3 separate regions of the Mus musculus genome follow, and regions 1 and 2 are each linked to region 3. A link is a contact called in public HiChIP or PLAC-seq and promoter capture Hi-C data. All regions are on one chromosome and are shown on one strand. Each heading gives the region's core, a stretch centred on a gene start, on an enhancer-like site or on the middle of the called end of the contact. The rest is flanking DNA. Distances are from core to core; before and after follow the strand shown.

The links. Promoter capture Hi-C pulls out the DNA fragments that hold promoters and counts their contacts. HiChIP or PLAC-seq counts read pairs in DNA pulled down with a chosen protein or histone mark.
Region 1: a contact with region 3 is called in a promoter capture Hi-C map of liver, with 3 times the contacts expected there. The contact joins two enhancer-like sites. A contact is called at or near these places in 1 of 39 promoter capture datasets (liver) and 1 of 115 datasets of contacts at active chromatin or transcription factors (pancreatic cancer cells).
Region 2: a contact with region 3 is called in an H3K27ac HiChIP or PLAC-seq map of large pre-B cells, with 7 times the contacts expected there. The contact joins the promoter of Rrp36 here to the enhancer-like site in region 3. A contact is called at or near these places in 1 of 39 promoter capture datasets (cranial neural crest), 1 of 484 Hi-C or Micro-C datasets (B cells) and 2 of 115 datasets of contacts at active chromatin or transcription factors (embryonic stem cells and large pre-B cells).

What each region holds. Positions count from the first base shown.
Region 1 is chr17:47,443,506-47,447,465 of GRCm38.p6, reverse strand. It overlaps AI661453 (expressed sequence AI661453), which reads right to left. Exons shown (of 5, transcript NM_145489.2): 2 at 795-901. Among named protein-coding and RNA genes, the nearest start is that of AI661453, 8.8 kb to the right of the region's middle. Within about 2 kb of position 1,740, at least 32 of the 459 cell types and tissues checked have an H3K27ac peak or open chromatin away from gene starts, as enhancers often do. A contact at or near this core is called in liver, where this site is marked.
Region 2 is chr17:46,672,960-46,676,936 of GRCm38.p6, reverse strand. It overlaps Rrp36 (ribosomal RNA processing 36 homolog (S. cerevisiae)), which reads left to right and starts at 2,611. Exons shown (of 7, transcript NM_144857.2): 1 at 2,611-2,740. The coding sequence starts at 2,650. Klhdc3 (kelch domain containing 3) reads left to right here. Exons shown (of 12, transcript NM_027910.3): 9 at 132-240; 10 at 360-433; 11 at 543-621; 12 at 1,785-2,387. The coding sequence ends at 1,851.
Region 3 is chr17:45,616,726-45,620,755 of GRCm38.p6, reverse strand. It overlaps the pseudogene Gm25008. Among named protein-coding and RNA genes, the nearest start is that of Gm52283, 8.2 kb to the left of the region's middle. Within about 2 kb of position 1,600, at least 176 of the 459 cell types and tissues checked have an H3K27ac peak or open chromatin away from gene starts, as enhancers often do. A contact at or near this core is called in B cells, embryonic stem cells and liver, where this site is marked.

The DNA.
Region 1 (3,960 bases), core at 491-2,990, 1.8 Mb before region 3:
CACTGTACATACATGGTGTACAGATATACATGAAGGCAGAACACTCATAAACATTATATATACATATATGTATAATACATATATATAATATATTATATATATTATATATTATATAATAATAGATAGATAGATAGATAGATAGATAGATAGATAGATAGATAAATAGATAGATGTTTGCTTTGCTCGGTGAAATTGTAATGCTGGCACTTGGGAGGCAGAGGCAGGAAAACCACTGAGCGATTCAAGCTAGCCAGGGCTAGCAAGATCCTATCTTGGAACAAAAGATGAGAGCTTTTGGTTTCCTGTAGTTTCATAAACACAAAAGAATCTATCTCAAATGCCCTTCTCCCAAGTGTCACAACTATTTATCCTATGAGGAAATTCAGATTCTGCCTCCTCCAGGAAGCCCTTCTTGATCATCCCTTGTAAATAACACCGGCTGCCTCTGCCTGGCCAATGCTCTACTGGGCAGCATCTCCTAGAGCGGGCACAAGTAATGCCAACTACATCCTCCCTGCATCCAGGGCCTGGCAGGCAGGCAACCAGTGGCCATCAGGAATGAGAAAAAAAAAAACTCCTGCTGGGTTCAAGTTGGCCCCCACCACTGGGTGCCTCTCCTGATCTCGAGCTTCCTGCTATGAGTCTCAGCCCTGCCTCTTCCCAGAAGCCTCCCCGGGTTGGCATCAGGAAGGAAGGGAGTGGACAGTGGGCGAGGCGGATGTGGCAGACCTGCTCCATTTTTGGCAGGTGAGGTGGCCCACCTAGAACAGACTCTGGGCAGTGAGCATACTCACCAGAGGAATGAAAGTCAACAGGGGCCGGACTCGTGGCCGGGCTTTCAGCGTGGCTGTTCCCGATTCGCTCACAGTGTTGAACCGATTGTCTCCATAATAGATCCCATCTATGAAAGGCAGAGAGGGGTGCAGTGAGCTGGGCGTCAAAGAAGGGGACCAGGCCACCTGCAGATCCCAGAGAGGAAACCAAGCCTTGGGGTTGCGGGCTTTCACACTCTAACACAGTGAGATCCCGTGGTTGTGGCGATGAGATTGCTTGTGGAAATGGCGAGGTCCCGTTGTGGAGCAGACTGGGGTGGGTGCCCGAGGCTTTGGCCCACAGCCGCCATCACTCTCCTGACACCCTCCAGTACACCCTTCCAGCCCTCCACATTCACACAGCACCTGCCCCTGAGAGCCAGGCAGAGGCCTGGGCGGTGGAGGGCGAAGCTTATCTGACATTTCTCTCAAGTGTTTGCATTGCTAATCTGGAACAAGCAGAGCAGAGGAGCCTCCTGCTGTCCCCTGTGGCCAGCACCCCTCTCTAGGTCAAGCACTTCCTGACCCCAACCCACCACCACCATTGTGTGTCCGTGCCCTTGTCTGTGTGTGTCTGTGTGTGCGCGTGCCATCTTGCTTCAGTGTACCCTTGACTGCAGAATAGAGAGAGAGCAAAAGAATTAGTGCAGCAAAAATACATTAAAAAAAAATCCCACTGGTTGTAAACGTTGTTTAACCTCCCCCAAACCTTAGGTGTCCTATCTGCCCAACGGAAGTGAGAATGTCAACTTTATATATCAGCTATGGGGTATACGTGTGGCCAGTATACAGAGGGACTGAACTAAATGTGATCCCTAACCCGGAGGGAAGATGACACAGAATAGACCCTCCAGACCCTGCTCTGGGCTGTACCTAAAGCCACGGACCAGTGAGTTGCAAGGTTCACAACCAGTCTCTCTCACGACCTTTGACACCACTGATAAGAATTCGCCATTTCCTCCCACGTCCGTGCGTACTGTCACATCCACAGGCCTCCTGCTTTGTGGGTCATACGTACAGAAGGCGGTTGCCCTATTTAACAGACCTGAGGGAATGAGGGACCTTCTTCTCTCCAGCCAGAGAGGAAAGAGGTCAGAATCTCACAATTAAATAGAGCCCAGGGTAGTGGTGCACGCCTTTAATCCCAGAACTCAGGAGGCAAAGGCAGGCAGAGTTCCAGGGTAGCCAAGTCTGCATCGTGATACCCTGTCCCAAATAAATAAATCCCAATGAACCAGACCCTTGGTGGTGCTGGTTAGAAAACAACCGTACACATTTTAGGAGGAAATTGAACAGAATTCAGAATTGTGCAGGTGGCTTTTGCTCCAGAAGACTCGGGGGGGGGGGGTGTTTGATGTAATAAGGGTACCCAGCGATGGGAGGTGGTGGCAGGGCGCACTCGAGACTCTCCATCCCCCCACGGGTCCCCGGATAACAGCTCCACTGTGCCCACCATTGTTCCAGAACACAGTTCTCAGAGCACTGGGAGTGAACATGATGTCCTGGTCTGGCTTGTCAGGCTCTGGTCTGTGGACTGTGCACACAGACCATGGGTATCATGAAGCAGGGAACGCTGACTGCCGAAGCCCACAGGTGTCTAGAACAGAGCCTGTTCCGAGCCCGACCCCTTCGTGTGCCCGAGAGGGTGGGCATTCTGTCATCACTGTCTCACAGGCCCCACGACCCAGCCCTGACGCCTGGACACTGTTGCTGGCATTGGTCCCTGGTGGCTTCACCTCTCAAATACTGGTGGTCAAGGGACTGATGACACAGGAATGCTAGCTAGGAGCTCAAAGCCAGCTTAGGCTATGCAGTGACTTCTAGGTTAGCCTGGGCTACACTGAGACCTTGTCTCAAAAATAAAACAAAAACTTGGACTGGTGAGATGGCTTAGTGGGTAAAAAGTACCAACGGCCAAGGCTTGCAACCTGTTTGTGATTCCCCAGGACCCACAACATACATGTATACATATATATGTGTACACACACACACACACACACAGAGTATGAGAGAGAGAAAAAAAGAGAAAGAGAGATTTCTTATATAGCTCTGATGTGAAACTCAGAGAGGCCCACCTGCTCTGCCTTGTTAGTGCAGGGATAAAGACGTGCATCACCAGGCCACTGTACCCGGAAGGGACCCGTGGGCAGGCTGACAGGCTCAATCTAGGCCCTCCTCCACCTAAGTCTCAGTATGGCCACCACAAGCCAGGTCTTTCAAGAGCTCAAGGTCAAATTGTTTTTTTTCTCTCCAGACTCAAGGCCAAGAACCAGAACCACATAGACTGTCAGAAGCCCTCCCACGTGGGGACTTCCTCTTGAAGTAGCTGAAACTCTGTGGATCAGAGTCAAGAACAGTGAAGTGGGCCTTCCTGAAAAGCAGCCCCTCTTCAGGCCGGGGACAGAGGAGGAGGTGCCTGGAAGGAGGCTGGACAGGGCTCAGTCAGAAAACCAGGCCCTGTCTTCTCCGCAGTCAGGCAGCCTTCTCTCTACTCAGTCTGTCCGCTGGAAGGGGCTGTGTGCCCAGAAGCTTCGGGAGTGTCATGCATGCCCCGGATGGGGCGTGGGGGTGGTAGGAGAGGTTTGGAAGGCCAGAAAGGACAAAGACCTACACTCAGACCTCCAGGAGGGCCTTTAGGAGTGTCCTAAGATGCTAAGAGCCTGTAAACAAGGTGTGAGTCTTAACCAAACCACAGATAGACCAAGGGTTGGGAAGCTAGCCCCAGGTAAAGGCACTGTCTGCCCAGCCTGACCTGAGAGTCATCCCTGGGACCCACATGGGAGAAGGGGAGAATTGGCTGCTGCAGTTGCCCTTTGCTTCACACAATGGCTTTGAGGACACAGAAACACACATGTGCACACGCACCACTAAATCAAATGTAATTTTTTTAAAAGCCCAAGAAAGCACAAGCACGTTATCACCATCAGCACCAGCACCATCAGCACCATCAGCATCACCACTGGTCCCCTCATCTCCTTTTTTCCTGCTAAGCGTTTAAGGCTTCGAGCCTGAATCAAGTCGCATCCCCTGTAAAGTATAAGGAGCACTTGTAATGGGGTACCATGGGGTAAGGGAGATCAGGGGGGAAATGGCCTCTTGCTTCCTGGCCATGATTCATTGTGAGCTCTTGATGCTTGGGGCTGCCTTC
Region 2 (3,977 bases), core at 1,362-3,861, 1.1 Mb before region 3:
CCTTTGGGGGAGGGGGCAGGAACAGTTGAGGTGGGAGAAGAATAACCCTGAGTAAGGGGTGGGCTGGAGTGGTCTAGGTTGTGTAGGTGTCTAGGTTGGCCAGGTAGTGAACCTCTAGGAACCTCTCCTAGGGTCCTTTACCTGGAAGAAGATTGAACCAAAGGGGAAAGGACCGTGTCCCCGCCGCCGCCAGTGTTGCTGTATTGTTGGTGATAAAATTGTCCTCTTTGGCGGTACCAGGTTAGGAGAGGGGGGGGGCAGTGAACTCGGGAAAGGGCCTAACATCAGAGGGTGGCATCGGAGTGAGGGTCTGTGGGTGGTCCCAGCACCTACTTCATTCTCTCTTTCCATCTGTACAGCCCCTCTCCCGAGGAAGGCCTGGGGGATGAATTTGACCTCATAGATCATTCTGACTTACACATCTTGGACTTCAGTAAGTACTTATTTCTGAGGGGCTTCTACTGTCAGGTTCTCTGTCTCTGGGTGGTGAGCAGGATGGGACCTTTCCCTGCTCTGACTGACCTCCAGCTCCTCCAATACAGGCCCTAGTCTGAAGACTCTGTGCAAGCTGGCGGTGATTCAGTATAGCCTGGACCAGTCCTGTCTGCCCCATGACATCAGGTAAGGCAGGTGGCTGCAGAGGAGGGAAGGCTTGGCTAAGGCTCAGTGGCCAGCACAGGTGTGACCTGATTAGCTCTCAACCAATGTCCTGCAGCAGCGGACAGTTCTGTCTGCTGGAGAGGAGATTTTTGTGAGGAACAGGAAGGAGGTAAAGGTGCTGCCATCACGTGACAGCTATCAATCAGCTCTGGAAGAAAACATTCTGGATTGTTCGAGCCACGCTCAGAAGCTCTGCTGCCCTACATAGTTTTGTTTGTTTTCGTGATGTATTTTGACTAAATTTCAGGGTTGACTACAAAGAAGGTTGAAGAGTTTCTGGACTCCCTTAGGTCAGGAATGGAGAGAGGTTCCTATTTCTTGCCCGTATTGAGTTCAAATTGAGCACCAAAAGTCACTCCATGAGACATTGCCTCCTCTTGGTCATTCTAAGACATTCCTGCCTCCTTGAGCCAGGTTTTATTTTTTATTTTTTGGTTTCCCGAGACAGGGTTTCTCTGTATAGACCTGGCTGGCCTCTCCTTCCAAATGCTGGGATTAAAGGCGTGTGCCACCACACCCGGCTAATTCTTGCTTGTTAAGGTCTCTGTGTCCTTTGGTGACAGAGAATCACCAATTCACAGAATGAATCCCAGACTGGCCCCAATTTAACACGGGTGCGAATACCTTAATGCCGAGTACACGGCTTAGAGTCTTGTATAAGGAAGACTTAAGTCTTTGTAAAATGAAAGTGGTGTGGGAAGCATACTTTTAAGTTGGTGGGGTGGATGGGAAAATCTTTAGGTCCCAAAGTTTAGGGAGAACAGGAGGTCTGAATCAGGGCCTTAAAATAAGGGAAATTGGCAACAAGGGATTGACGCTCTGGTAAGGATGAGGGGGAAGTGCTGCCTGGCTGGCTGCAGACTGCAGAGCAGGAGAGGTACCTGGGGTGTTTACTAAAATGGGTACACCTGAGCCAGATGCTTAGGCTCAGAAGTCTGTATAAACATAAACAGGAAATCCCAGAGAACCTGGAGGTGGTTGAGTAGGAGGAGGTGGGAGTTGTAGTGGTAGGTGGGGTCTGGTGATTAACCCCTCTGTGGGAGTTTGGAGGGTGCTGTGTCATAGCTTTGTTGTCATAGAGACCACCTCTTCCGGTCTTCTCTGCCCATTGTTCACCTTTCCAGGTGGGAGCTCAACGCCATGACCACCAACAGCAATATCAGCCGCCCCATTGTCTCCTCCCATGGCTAGGAAGTTTATGCTGCCTCCCCTACTGAGCCCTCTCTTGTCTTCATTGCCCCTGCCCTTCTCACCCGCCTGCCCCTTTGGACCCTGGACTCGGTATACCTCCACGTGGAGTTGATGGACTAGAGGTGTTTTCTGTGCTGTGAATTCAGTGGGGAGTTTTTTGGGGGAGGGCATTTCCCTCCCTCCTTGGGCCGAGGGCCCCTTCCCTTGGTGCTCTGTCCCCATCCACCTCCCTCCACCGCTCCTGGGCCTTTGCTCTGCCCCAGTCTGGCTGGGTAGCCAGGCTGTGTGTGCTGGAAAGGGACAGGAGTGGGAGAAGCCAGCAGTGTTGGAGCCTCAGGAGCCTCCCTCTCCCCATGACCACCCTCTCCCTGCTTGAGCATCGCCCGGGAGCTGAGAGGAGCCTCGGCTGTTGGCATGAAACCCCCTCCCCAACCCGCGGTGGTGGGGACCAACAGACAGCTTCACCCTTCCTTGAGCTGTTGCTGTACCCCTGAAGCTCAGGCAGCTCTGACTTTATAAAACCTAAAACCTCCAAACGTGTCCTATTTCTGGCGACTACGATAGAGGGGTGGAGGCAAAGGGGCCACCCTTGCGGTTCTGGCTTCAGGGCCAAGCATCTGAAGAAATCCGATGCCACTGAGCCTGGCAGCCTCTCCGCAGACGTGAAGTTCTACGGCTGCGGGGCGGTGCTTCTGGCAGAACCCTCAGCACATTGGCTCAGGCTTCCGGAAAGGGTGGGACGTGGGACCTCGTCGTGAGCGGAAGTCGTGCAAGTTTTCAGCCCGGACTACGGAAGACATGCGGAAGGCTGGTTCTAGGGCTAGGGCTGAGGCCGAAGGTCCTCACCGTGCTATGGAGGGCGGGGAGGTGACTGGCGACCGGCTGAAGGGTGAGGACCTAAGGCTGGGGTGAGCGGGAGGCGTTTGGCTGCGGGAACAGAAGCCGCCCGAGTGCCGCGGTTCAATGGAGGCCGAGAGGAGCGGGTGCTTCCCGCTTTACGACTTTGGGAGAAGTTTCGTGGTTTGGTTTGGTTTGGTTTGGAACATGGCGGTGGGCGGGGTACGGAGGGCGGGGATGTCTCATAATGTGGCCCAGGCCAGTTTCGAACTCTTGGCCGCCCTGCCTTATTACCAAGTGCTGGGTTTATAGGTCTTAAGTCTCCGGGCCAGGCCTGGGCATATTCTTAAAGGGAGGATTTGGGTTCTTCCTAAGTCTAGTAGGGCGGGATGCGACTAACTAAACTGTATGCGTGCACTTGGAAATAAAGAATAACCAAACAGCAAAGCAAAAAGTTCGTTGTCGGTCCACTTAACCTCTAGAAAAGGGTATTTAGCCAGGCGGGTTAGTACACGCCTGACCAGCACTCGGGAGGCAGAGGCAGCCAGATTCCTGTGCACTCCAAACCAGCTTGGTCTACATATTCCAGTGATTCTCGACTTTCCTAATGCTGTGACACTGGTGACCCCAACCATAAAGTTATTTTGTTGCAACTTCATAACTGTGATTTTTGCTACTGTTATGAATAGTAATATAAATATGTTTTCTGATGGTCGTAGGCAACCCCTGTGAAAGGGGCTTTGGACACCTTCCCCAAAGGAGTTGAGACTCAGGTTGAGACCCTTTGACACAGTGACTTCCAAGCTGAGGGAGATGGAAGCCACTGGAGAGCTTTGAGTTCAGAATACCATGAAAATTAGCACAGGGAGGGATAAATCAGACTCTTTTTTACTATGCAAAAATAAATAGGTTCTGGCCAGGAGGTGGTGGCACATGCCTTTTTAATCTCAGAGCTCTAGAGGCAGAGGCAGGCAGAGCTCTGAGTTTGAGGCCAGCCTGATCTACAGAGGAAGTTCCAGGACAGCCAAGGCTACACAGATCCTGTCTAGCAACATTACAGAGTAGCACCTTGGCGACCAGTGCTGCCTAGCAAGTAAGGATGGTCTTTGCTATGTATCTGATGTGTGTGTGTGTGTGTGTGTGTGTGTGTGTGTGTGTGTGTGCGCGCGCGCGCGCGCGCTTGTGCAAGTATACGTACATGTGTGTGTCTTACAAAGTGGACGTGGAGCTCAGAAGACAGCTTTGGTCAGTCTGTCCCCTCCCTACACCATGTGACTCCAGGCTCTAAC
Region 3 (4,030 bases), core at 351-2,850:
ATATGGACTGCTTCACGAATTTGTGTGTCATCCTTGCGCAGGGCCATGCTAATCTTCTCTGTATCGTTCCAATTTTTTTTTTTTAGTATATGTGCTGCCGAAGTGAGCACGTTTGTTGGGCTTTTATCTATCAGTCTCACTGTGAAAAGGAACACAAAGACCTTTAAAGAGCACTGAACATTGGTTTGCTCTATTTCATTATTCTTTGCTAAGGACACACATGTGTTGGTTCACCTTAAGTGGCCTTGTTGAGCTCAACTTGTGATGACACTGCCACTGTCCTGTGGGGTCCTATTTATATTCCTTCATCACAGATCCTCCCACGTGTTCGCTATATCAAAATATCCTTTCAACCCTGTCTGCTTCAAGAAAACAAGTCTTTAAAGTGTTCACTTTAGCAAGACATGCTCTCATCTATGTGCCCCAACAAAACATCATTCGACAGAACTAACTTTCCAAAGAAACTGGAAGTTTCCACTTCATGTGCTATTTCATCTAACCCAGGAAGCCAGTATGAAATTGTCTAGGAGATTTAGCTATACATAACAAACACGAAGTGGGTCCTGTCTCCACCTCTCTAGCCCTGGGATTGCAGGCAAACACTACACATAGACACACATAATCTCCTAGGTTCAAACTGAAGTTTCCACGTTTGTGCAGCAAGCCCTTTACCACCTGACTGGCTGAGCCCCTCCCCAGCCCCTAGGAACTAGTTCCGTTTTAGGAAGATGAGACGTTTGTCAGCCACAACGGTTGCATGTCTTTCCTCTTGACACTGTCTTTCCACTGGGGTTGGTTAATATCTATCACATAGACATTTGCTCCTTCACTCCGGTAGATCTGTTTTCTCCCAGGCATCTACCACCGAGCCCTGCCTCTCTTCCTCATGACATTTGGCCTATTGGGGTCTTGTGTGTCCTGATTTCGGTAGCTGCAGATCATAACCAAAGGATGGAATGCTTATCTAGTTTCCCCAGGGTTCTGATTCCCCAAGCCCAACACAAAACAAAAACCGCTTAGCATATTCTCGGTAAGACACAGAAAACTGCCTTGAAGTCTGCCTCCCGGGGAAACCACTTCCTGCTCTATCTTCCTCCGGGATCCTGTGGCTCTCTGCCTATGTATTTACTTCTAGGACCTCTGGGGAGCCTGCAGCTCCCTTTTCCTCTCTCCGTGTTTACTCTGCTTCCCAGCGCAGGCCACAGAGTGGGAGTTTCCTGCCTGTTCATCCCCACAGCGGCGTCACTGTCTCTCCTTGACACCCACCTCTCCCGGCCTGGCCTTCAAACTCTGGGTCTCCTGGGGCCTTGGAATCACCTTCCTTCCGGTGTCTGAGTCCCGCTGTCACCTCCCCAAGGACTTCGGGATGCTTCTTTTTGGTTACTGCCACCTACCCAGAGGGATGTCGAAGACTCCCTCAGGCTTTGTTTGTGGCCCCGGCCTTGAGTTCATTAGGCAGTTTTTAAATTCAGTCTGTTCATTACTTGGCTACTCGTCCTTGCTCAGATCCTTTCTTCCTTGAACCCCCCTCCTAAAGCACCCACCCTACCCGTTGAAAGGCATTGCCCGACCTACTTCCTCCTGGAGACCCTGTCTAGGGGCCGCCTCCTTCTCTAGCCACTCCTCTTTCCGCCTCCCCCCTCCCTTCTCTGACCTGCTTTTATGACCTCTGGACAGAAACTTCCCATTTCCTGTTGTGTCTCCCATCCTGACCGTGCATTGAGAGTTTTTCACTGACATTTGGGCCTCACTGGTTTTTAGAGCCCATACCTAGTGAATACTGAATGAGTCTGAGGCTTAGAGGAATGAATGGCTTCAAACTGTCCTGCGCGACCCAGCTCTCCAGCTGGGGCCACCGCAGCCCATTCAGTTTGATGTGCAAACCTCTGTACCACATCTGCCTTGCTCCCAACTTCTTCTGTCACCAAGGTTCCCTGTGAATGTGTTCATTCATCCGTCAAAGGAAAAAAACAAAACAAACACGGAGGTGAGAATTATAAAGGCCTAGAGCTCTGTGCACCTGCAGACAGCAGTGTGATAAACAACCTAGAAGGACTGGGTTTTTCAATGTACTTTTTTTTTTTTTTTTTTCGAGACAGGATTTCTCTGTATAGCTCAGGCTGTCCTGGAACTCACTTTGTAGACCAGACTGGCCTCGAACTCAGAAATCCGCCTGCCTCTGCCTCCCAGGTACTGGGATTAAAGGTATGCGCCACCACACCTGGCTCAATGTACTTTTTAAAACTTATTTTATTTTATTTTATTTTATTTTATTTTATTTTATTTTATTTTATTCTGCTTGGGAATATGCCTGTGTTGCTGTGTGCCTATGCAGGTTGTCTTACAACTTGTGTGGAGTTAGACCTTTTATTCAGTTTCCAGTGAACTCCGGCCAGCAGGCTTGCAAGCATCTTTACTTACTGTGCCATCTTGACAGCCCAGATAGTGTCTTGTTGTTGTTGTTGTTGCTGTTGTTGTTGTTGTATTTGAGAAAGGCTCTCATGGAGCCCAGGCTGGTCTCCAACTCACTAAGCAGCAGAGAAGAATCTTGAACTCCTGCTCCCCCGTCTGTACCTCCTAAGAGCTGGGGTTGGGGACATGGTCCACCATACCTAACCACATAAGAACGTTCCTACTGTTACGTTTTCTACACTAGGTTCTGCCCTGTCTGATCAGTTACATTTCACAGAAAGGTAAACTGAACTACTGACTGCTTTGCGGAAGATTCCATTCAGTAACAGATGAGCTGAGATTGGACCTGCACAGTTAGATCTGTCAACTTAATCACACCTGGTTTTGCTGGTTGCTGTTTTGTTTTGCTCAGTTTTAGTTTTGTTTCTTCTTTGTTGTGTTTGCTTAGACACTCCAGGTCCGGCATTGGATTCCCAATGTAGTGGAGCATGACCTTGAACTTCTGACCCTCTTGCTTCTACCTCCCAGGGCTGGAGTTACAGGGAATTGGACCTAGGGTTTCCTACACGCTAAGTGATCAACTCTAGCAACCCAGCTACAACCCCACTCCCTGTTTTGAAACTTTTATGACTTCACTCAGTTATATCTCCACGTGGGTTATATCTCCACGTAAGTTATATCTCCACGTGAGTTATATCTCCACGTGGGTATGTGTTTGCAGAGATGTTCTGTTTAGCTCCCTGCAGACTTGACACGAGCTGGAGTCATTTGGGAAAAGGGAACCTTGACTGAGAAAATGTCTGGACCAGAAGGATCTGTGGCCAGGATTCCGAGGCATCTTCTTGGTTAATGGTTGTCTCAGGAGAGCCAACCGTGGAGGGTGGGGTCAGTGCTCCTGGTTAGTAAGAAAGAAGGCACGTTCCTTTAATCCCAGCTCTGGAGAGGCAGAGGCAGGCTGATCTCTGTGAGTTTGAGACCAGTCTGGTCTGCATAGTGAGTTCTAGGTGAGCCAGGACTGTTACACAGAGAAACCCTGTCTCAAAATACGACAACAACAACAACAACAACAACAGCAGCAGCAGCAACAACAAAAACAGAAAAAGCAAAAGCAAAAGGCAAACAAGCAAGCAAGCTGAGCAGGTCAGTAAGCAGCACTTGCCCATGGCCTCTGGTTCAGCTCCTGCCTCCAGGTTCCTGCCTTGAGTTCTTGCCTGACTTCCTTCAATGGTGGACTACAGGGTAGAAGTGTAAACTGTAATAAACTGTGTGCCCCCCCCCCTTAAGCTGGGTGGTATGTATCACAACAATAGAAACCCAAGTAAGGCAAGAAGCCAGAGGACAACTCGTGAGACTTGATTCTTACACCCAGAACAGCCAGCTTGGTGGGTGTAAGGTGAGTGACTTAACCCATTGAGCCACCTAGCCAAAGACATCTGCATTCTGGAAGCAGGGTCCCCTGTAACTGTGAGGTTGACCTTGTAAGTGAGGTTGACCTTGAACTCCAGAAGTCCTGCCTCTACCTCCCAAATTCTGGATTTACCAGCATTACGCCACCATACCCAAGTCTCCAGAACACATTTTTATGGGCAGCTTACTCAGATCCTGAAAGAAAAGAAAC